Linked DNA regions of Ovis aries: region 2 is linked to region 1. A link is a contact called in public Hi-C data. All regions are on one chromosome and are shown on one strand. The core of a region is the stretch at or near the end of the contact, and the rest is flanking DNA. Distances in the headings are between cores, read along the strand shown.

Evidence for each region. Hi-C and Micro-C count contacts between places; a contact is called where the count stands out from the background.
Region 2: a contact with region 1 is called in a Hi-C map of tail adipose tissue, with 3 times the contacts expected there. The contact joins the promoter of MRPL38 here to the promoter of ZACN in region 1. A contact is called at or near these places in 5 of 16 Hi-C or Micro-C datasets (blood, hypothalamus, liver and 2 more).

What each region holds. Positions count from the first base shown.
Region 1 is chr11:54,926,493-54,930,111 of ARS-UI_Ramb_v3.0, reverse strand. ZACN (zinc activated ion channel) reads left to right here and starts at 1,991. Exons shown (of 9, transcript XM_004013114.6): 1 at 1,991-2,259; 2 at 2,338-2,462; 3 at 2,603-2,647; 4 at 2,792-2,898; 5 at 3,138-3,307. The coding sequence starts at 2,166. It overlaps GALR2 (galanin receptor 2), which reads left to right. Exons shown (of 2, transcript XM_027975405.3): 2 at 87-979. The coding sequence ends at 882.
Region 2 is chr11:55,065,513-55,069,131 of ARS-UI_Ramb_v3.0, reverse strand. It overlaps MRPL38 (mitochondrial ribosomal protein L38), which reads right to left and starts at 1,575. Exons shown (of 8, transcript XM_060395850.1): 1 at 1,478-1,575; 2 at 1,164-1,343; 3 at 106-240; 4 at 1-26. The coding sequence starts at 1,544. It overlaps LOC114116823 (a long non-coding RNA gene), which reads left to right. Exons shown (of 4, transcript XR_009595637.1): 4 at 1-429.

The DNA of each region.
Region 1 (3,619 bases), core at 742-3,241:
GTGGGACTCGAGGTGGAGGGGTCCGGCCCGGCTCCCGCGAATCCTGCTGGCTCATCCGACGTCTCGCTTTCTGGCCTGACCCGCAGGTATCTGGCCATCCGCTATCCACTGCACTCCCGCGAGCTGCGCACGCCTCGCAACGCGATGGCGGCCATCGGTCTCGTCTGGGGGCTCTCGCTGCTCTTCTCCGGGCCGTACCTGAGTTACTATCGCCAGTCCCGGTTAGCCAACCTGACCGTATGCCACCCGGCGTGGAGCGCGCCGCGCCGCCGCGCCATGGACCTCTGCACCTTCGTCGTCAGCTATCTGCTGCCGGTCCTGGTGCTCGGCCTGACCTACGCGCGCACCTTGCGCTACCTCTGGCGCGCCGTCGACCCGGCGGCCGCCGGCTCGGGCGCCCGGCGCGCCAAGCGTAAGGTGACACGCATGATCATCATCGTGGCCGCGCTCTTCTGCCTCTGCTGGATGCCTCACCACGCGCTGATCCTCTGCGTGTGGTTCGGCCGCTTCCCTCTTACGCGCGCCACTTACGCGCTCCGCATCCTCTCGCACCTGGTCTCCTATGCCAACTCCTGCGTCAACCCCATCGTCTACGCTCTCATCTCCAAGCACTTCCGCAAGGGTTTCCGAGAGATCTGCGCCGGCCTGCTGCGCCGCGCCCCGCGCAGAGCCTCAGGCCGCGTGTGCGTCGCGCCCCGGGGCCCCCATGGCGGCAGCGTGCTGGAGCGCGAGTCCACTGACCTGACGCACGTGAGCGAGGCCGCCGGGCACTCTGCCCCTGTGCCGGCGCCTCTCCGCAGCCAGTCATCCAGCCACGTCCCGACCTGTGCTGGAGGGACCCAAAGGCCCCCCAAAGGCATCTTGACAGTTAATTTGACCTGAGGGCACTTAGGGGGTATGCTTGGGTGTTGAAAGATTGGAGTCAGAGGTTGCGGGATCGTGGAGGGAATTTCATTTGTGAATAAAACGCTCAAACTATTCCATGTGCTGTGGCGCACTGTCTCTGCCTGTCTCAGGGGCCCCAGGCTCCGTGGTGAGAAGCCTCTGGGACTTTCCGGGGAGCTCTGGATGGATGAGTACAAGAGAGGGGCCTGCACTGAAGGCAGCAGAGTTAAAATCCGCCTAGAAATCCCTAATGGATACTGAGGAGCGTGTGAGGACCTAAGGCTCTTTCCACGTGGCCATCAGGACGCCCCAGGTGTATGTAGATGGAGAAAACAGCAGCTGCCAGTGAGCAGCACACAAGCTGTCAGAGCATACTGGGTAAGTCAGCTGATGACACACTTGGCAGACCAGGACACTGTGTGTGTTCCCATTAGCGTTTGCGCACAGGCGTGTGGCCGGTCCTCGCCTGTTGCCAGCTCCCTGAGGCTGTATGGAGTCATACCAACCAGACCAGCGCCTAACCACCTTCAGCCCTTGTTTCCTTTCCTCCCTGCAGCTGTCTGGGATCTGGTCTCCAGGGCAGGTTTATCCTTAGGTTAGGAAAATCACCCCCACAGCCATTGGTCCTGCTTCAGGGTGCACAGAGGTATTTCTAAGGCACTGCTGGCCTCGGGCAGCCTGAGAATCCTGCGGGGAGCAGAAAGACCCCAGGGGCTTTGGTCAGAAGCGAGCCTCTAGCTGTTCCAGGTTTGCCCCACTTCTGGAGTCCTTGAGCCAAGGCCTTTGACATGAAATTAGTTGTTTGAGGAGAGGCAGGGAAACCCTCAAGGGTGTGCCACCTTCACATGGCTGGGCACAGAGCACTGTGGTAAGGGTTTGGGAGCTTAGCCAAGCAGGTGCCTGCTGTGGAAACACAGGTTGGACCTGCCCAGATTGGAAGGACCTTGTCAGGGAAAGGTGTGTGTGTGTTTAGGCAGGGGTCCCATGCTTGTCTCGTCTGCTTGGCGAGTCTTGAATGTGAAAACTGGTTCCAGGTGGTGGAAATGGAGCAGGGGCCTGAAAGCCTGGGTAGATGCAAGTTGGGCGGGGCTGGGTCCTGAGCTTTGTCTTTCGGTGTTTGCGGAACCTGGGGTGCAGGTGTGCCAAGTCTGAGGCTCCAGGATTGTTGCACACAACAGCTGCCTCCAACCGACTGCCCAGTCCCCCAGAGAAGTGACTGAAATAGAGGTTGTAGCCTAGGCGCTGCTGCTCCATCCAGTCCCTCCGCATAGCCTCTCAAGATGGTCCTGCGGCTCCTGCTCCATCTCACCTTCCTCGGGCTTGGAACCACTCAGCCTTTGGCTCAGCAGCAGGGCTTTAACGCGCCGGCATTTGGTAGGTAGAGAGCATAAGGCCTTGAGCTTTGGGATTTGGGTCCCAAGGCACAGGGTGACCTCGACCTTCACCCTTCAGACTGGCCATCCTTCTCCAATCTCAACTCACCCCAGGAGGTTCCGGATCCCATCCAGATTCCAAACAACGGAAGCAAGCCCCTGGTGGTGGATGTGCAGGTGTTTGTGTCCAATGTGTTTAACGTGGTGAGTGTCCTGAGGGCCCGGGAGCCCAAGCGCTGAGCTGGAGATGGAACAGGGCTCAGCCTCGTGAACGCGGGGGTCTCTGGCCTTCCTGCCACAGCGCCCACCCCCGAGGTGACACACTGTTCCCCCCCCTACCGCAGGACATCCTTCGGTACACGGTGTCCTCCACATTGCTGCTTCGGCTGGTGAGCATCCATGGTGGGTGGAGGCTGAGGAGGGGAGAGACCCCTTGAGTCCAGCACAGAAGTACTGGCCTTTGTCAACCTGCTAAGCCCAGGGGCACATATACACAGAGAGTGGGAGCCTTAGTAGCACCCTTGTGTCCCCAGTCCTGGCTGAACACACGCCTGGCCTTGAATTCAACTGGGCACCAGCAGAACCCAATCATGCTGCCCTGGGACGTGCTCTGGATGCCGAGACTCACTGTTCGGGAGGCGTAAGTGAGGCGGGGGTGGTTTTCCTGGCACAGGCCAGGCGCAGCCTTCTCTACTCATCTGGAGCTGGGAGGTCCTCTTACTGAATATCCCCCTCCTGGTGGCCCCGCCAGACTACTGACACGACTCCTGTAAACTATGGTGCCCCAGCTTCCAGAACCTCGAGGGCAGTGCACAGCAGCTGGGAACATGCTGGGGTCCCCCCTCCTCCCCCTTCTGAGGGGTGCCTGTCCCTCTGCAGCCTCTGGGTGAACTGGCAGGACAAGAACCCGCAGGCCCGCGTAGACGGGGACGGCCACATCGAGTTCTACCTGGCCCTCACCACGGAGACCAACTGCGACTTTGAGCTCTTCCACTTCCCTAGGGACCAGAGTGACTGCCACCTCACCTTCTTCGCTTTCAGCAACACCGGTGCTGACAGGACAGGAAATGGGGGATGAGGGGAGAGGGGAGGGGAAGCCTCCGGCCCCCAGCAAACACCTGACCTGGGGGACCAGGCCTGTGTTCACACCCGTCCACCCCCTGGCTTAGGGGAGCTGGGCACGCTTCTTTCACTCCGTACGTCCTACTCAAATAGCGGCCACATCTCCAGGTCCTCCCCTGCTGTAGGCTGTGGGCCCCTCCAGTCGTCTTCTCTCACCCCCAGAGCAACAGTTCTGGGCCAACAGCCAGGGCTGAACTGCCCACTTGTGTCCAGCCCAGAGGCGCAGGCTGCTGCAGCCT
Region 2 (3,619 bases), core at 326-2,825, 140 kb before region 1:
TCGCACAGCTTCCAAGGGGATGCTCGCTGGAAAGGAATGATGCCAGTGGGGATGCGGGGTGGGGGCAGGGACACACCCAGGACCCCCTCCCTCAGGAAGGCTTACCTGTGCGGAGGCGGGTGGCCCGCTCCTCCTCCACACTGGCCCGCAGCTCCCGCAGGACCCGTTTCCGTTCCAGCAACTGTTGGGTCCGGCAGACCTTAGGTGGAGGCAAGCCAATGTCAACCGTGTCTTTGGGACCTGCGGACAGAAGATGTGGAGAAAGTGGAATCAGGGCTTCGTTAAGCTCCCTGTCCATACTTTTCCTTTCACTGGGCAAACTCTGCTACTAAAACTTAGCCTTTAATTCACAAAACTAAAACATACTGTGTTGTCAGCTTCACAGATCTGGACTTGTTCCAGTCACTAAGTAAACTGGATGCAATGTGAGATTCTATTTTCTAATCCCTAAACAAGGTTACATCTGTCTGTGTGCATGCATGCTAGGTCACTTCAGTAGCATCTGACTGTGCGACCCCATGGACTGTAGCCTGGCAGGCTCCTCTGTCTGTGGGATTCTCCAGGCAAGAATACTGAAGTGGGTTGCCACGTCCTTCTCCAGAGCATTATTTGTCCAGGCGGACGGTGACCTAATTGTGGCTGGGATCACCTTTAAGCCTGTTCACAGCTGGCTGTGCAGGGTCCCTGAGTCACCATCCCCAGGGCTTTCAATTTAACTCAGCAAAGTATTGGTCATCTGTGGCAGGTGTAGAGAGCTAGTGGTGGTCAAGGCAGACAGGATCCCTGTTCTTAGAGAGCTCATAGTCTGGGAGGAAAGCAGCAAAGAGTCTCAGGATGCAGTGTGGCCAGGGTGACATCAACAGTGTTATAGAAGCACAGAAGGGCGTTCCAACCCAGAATTGGGACGGGGGCAGTTGGTCAGCAAAAGACTTTCGGTGTAGAAACATAAAAGGTGGAAATCTAATAATGAAGAGAATTTTCCAAGGAGGGGGACCAAAAGATATGAAATATGCTGGCGGGACTAAGCCACCACCAGTGCACACAGGAACGTGAGCAGGCCTTCTCCGTCAAACACGGGGAATCCAAGCCGGCGGAATCCACCCCCGCCCCAACCTCCGAGTCCCAAGGAGGTGAGGTCACAGCCCAGCTCAGGACACCACCACCTGACTCCTCTCCGAAATGCTCCCGGTATGTCCGCCACCAGTGCGGGTCCCGCGCCTCCCGCTCCGCACGGCGCCGGTAGCGGTCGAAGCTGCGGTATTTCTTCAGCCGTTCCAGGTTGCTCACGTCGATGTCCTCGTTGGGCATCGGCCCCAGAGGAGCGGCCCGGCGGCTCAGGGCGGCTGCGGGCGGAGAGCAGGACATCAGGCTGGCCCTGGCCCGGCTCCCGCGGAGGCCCGGAGCGGGAGCCGGCTCGAGCCCCAGGGTTCGGCTGGACGGGGGCCTCCAAGAGCCCCTTATCCTCCAGAGCTCTCACCTGAGGTGCTGAAGCCCCGCCAACTCCGACTCCCGTTCAGCACGACCCGCCACCAGGCGGCCGCCATCTTCCCTCAGGCCGGCGCGCCGCCGCTCTATGGACCCCACAGAGGTGGCCGGAGCGGCGCCTGAGCTAACGGCGCAGGTCCCGCCCCCGCGTCCCGGAGCCCCGCCCCTCGCGTCCCGGGAGCCCCGCCCCCGCCCTGGGCCCGAAGTCTTCCTCTTCCGGGCTGGAGGTGGCTGCGGGCATCCGGCTTCCCGGCTTCGGAAGTACCCAGTGGGCGGTGGGGCGGACCTGCGGGCTGTCCCGCCTCATGCCTGCCGTCGGCCACCAGGGGGCGACACAGACTGGGGGCGGTCAGGCGGGCTTGTAGCCGCCTCCGCTGGAGAAGGTCCGCCCGCTGCAGGGCTCTGGGTGGTGGTCTTGGGCTTCCCTGGTGGCTCACATGGTAAAGAATCCGCCTGCAGTGTGGGAGTTCAGTCGCTCAGTCGTGTCCGACTCTTTGCCACCCCATGAATCGCAGCACGCCAGGCCTCCCTCTCCATCACCAACTCCCGGACTTCACTCAGACTCAAGTCCATCGAGTCAGTGATGCCCTCCAGCCATCTCATCCTCTGTCGTCCCCTTCTCCTCCTGCCCCCCCCAGTCCCTCCCAGCATCAGAGTCTTTTCCAATCAGTCAACTCTTCGCATGAGGTGGCTAGAGTACTGGAGTTTCAGCTTCAGCATCATTTCCTCCAAAGAAATCCCAGGGCTGATCTCCTTCAGAATGGGCTGGTTGGATCTCCTTGCAGTCTAAGGGACTCTCAAGAGTCTTCTCCGACACCACAGTTCAAAAGCATCAATTCTTTGGCGCTCAGCTTTCTTCACAGTCCAACTCTCACATCCATACCTGACCACTGGAAAACCTGGGTTCAATTCCTGGGTTAGGAAGATCCCCTGGGGAAGGGAAAGGCCACCCACTCCAGTATTCTAGCCTGGAGAGTTCCATGGACTGGATATCCATGGCGTGGCTAAGTCGGACACGTGTTGTTCTTAAGGGTCATCTAACTCCTGAAGGTGGCATCCTCAGCCCCTGTAGTGGTGTAGCAGCAGCAGCAGCAGTAGGGGTTGTGAGCAGGAGCTCAGGAGTCCCCCTGCTTGGGTTCATATTCTAGGATGTGACTTTCCCTTCGCCTTTGCAGTTTTCCTCATTTGGAAAGAAAGTAGGTAGTAATAGTGCTTATCTCATAGAGGGTGTTAAGGATGAAATGAATTAACATATATAAAACATTTACTGTGGTATGAAAGTGTTAGTCACTCAGTCCTGCCCTACACTTTGTGACCCTACCGACTGTAGCCCGCCAGTGTCCTCTGTTCCTGTGATGTCCCAGGAAAGAATACCGGAGTGGGTTCCCATTTCCTCCTTCAGGGGATCTTCCCCACCTGTCTGAGCCCCCGGGGAAGACTAAACCGTGGTATGTGTGCTCAGCTGCTTAGTCGTGTCTGACTCTTTCCGACCTGGTAGACTGTAGCCCACCAGGCTCCTCTGTCCATGTGATTTTCCAGGCAGGAATAATGGAATAGGTTGTCATTTCCTCCTCCAAAACTGTGGTATATGTGTTAGCTTTTGATTACCTCCAGTTTTTTGCCTCTGCCTGATGAGATGGTTGGATGATATCACCGACTTGGTGGACATGAGTTTGAGCAAGCTCCAAGAGTTGGTGATGGACTGGGAAGCCTGGCATGCTGCAGGCCATGGGGTTGTAAAGGGTCAGACACGACTGAGCAACTGAACTGAAAACTTTTCAGGGTTGTGTTGTTCTTGGGATCTGGTTCTAACAAGATAAAACTTGATACCCCAGGTGACCTGGAGTGGCTTCTGCTCTGGCTCCTCTGTCCTGGAATTCAGGCTTCCATGACACCAACTCTGGTAACCCAGCAAAGGGCTCGTGTGCCCATGATGCAGAGCCAGACTCTGACAGTGGGTTTGGTTTGTGGCAAAGTAAAGACTTATTGCCGGACACCAAGGAGGGGAGTGGGAGACAAGCCTCAGATCTGCCCCAACTTGGTCTTTGAGTTCGGAGGGTTTTTAGTTCGGAGGGTTGTTTTTTTTTTTTTAAAGTCTAGAATGAAGCTGGGGTTAATCATCATTTTGTGCCTT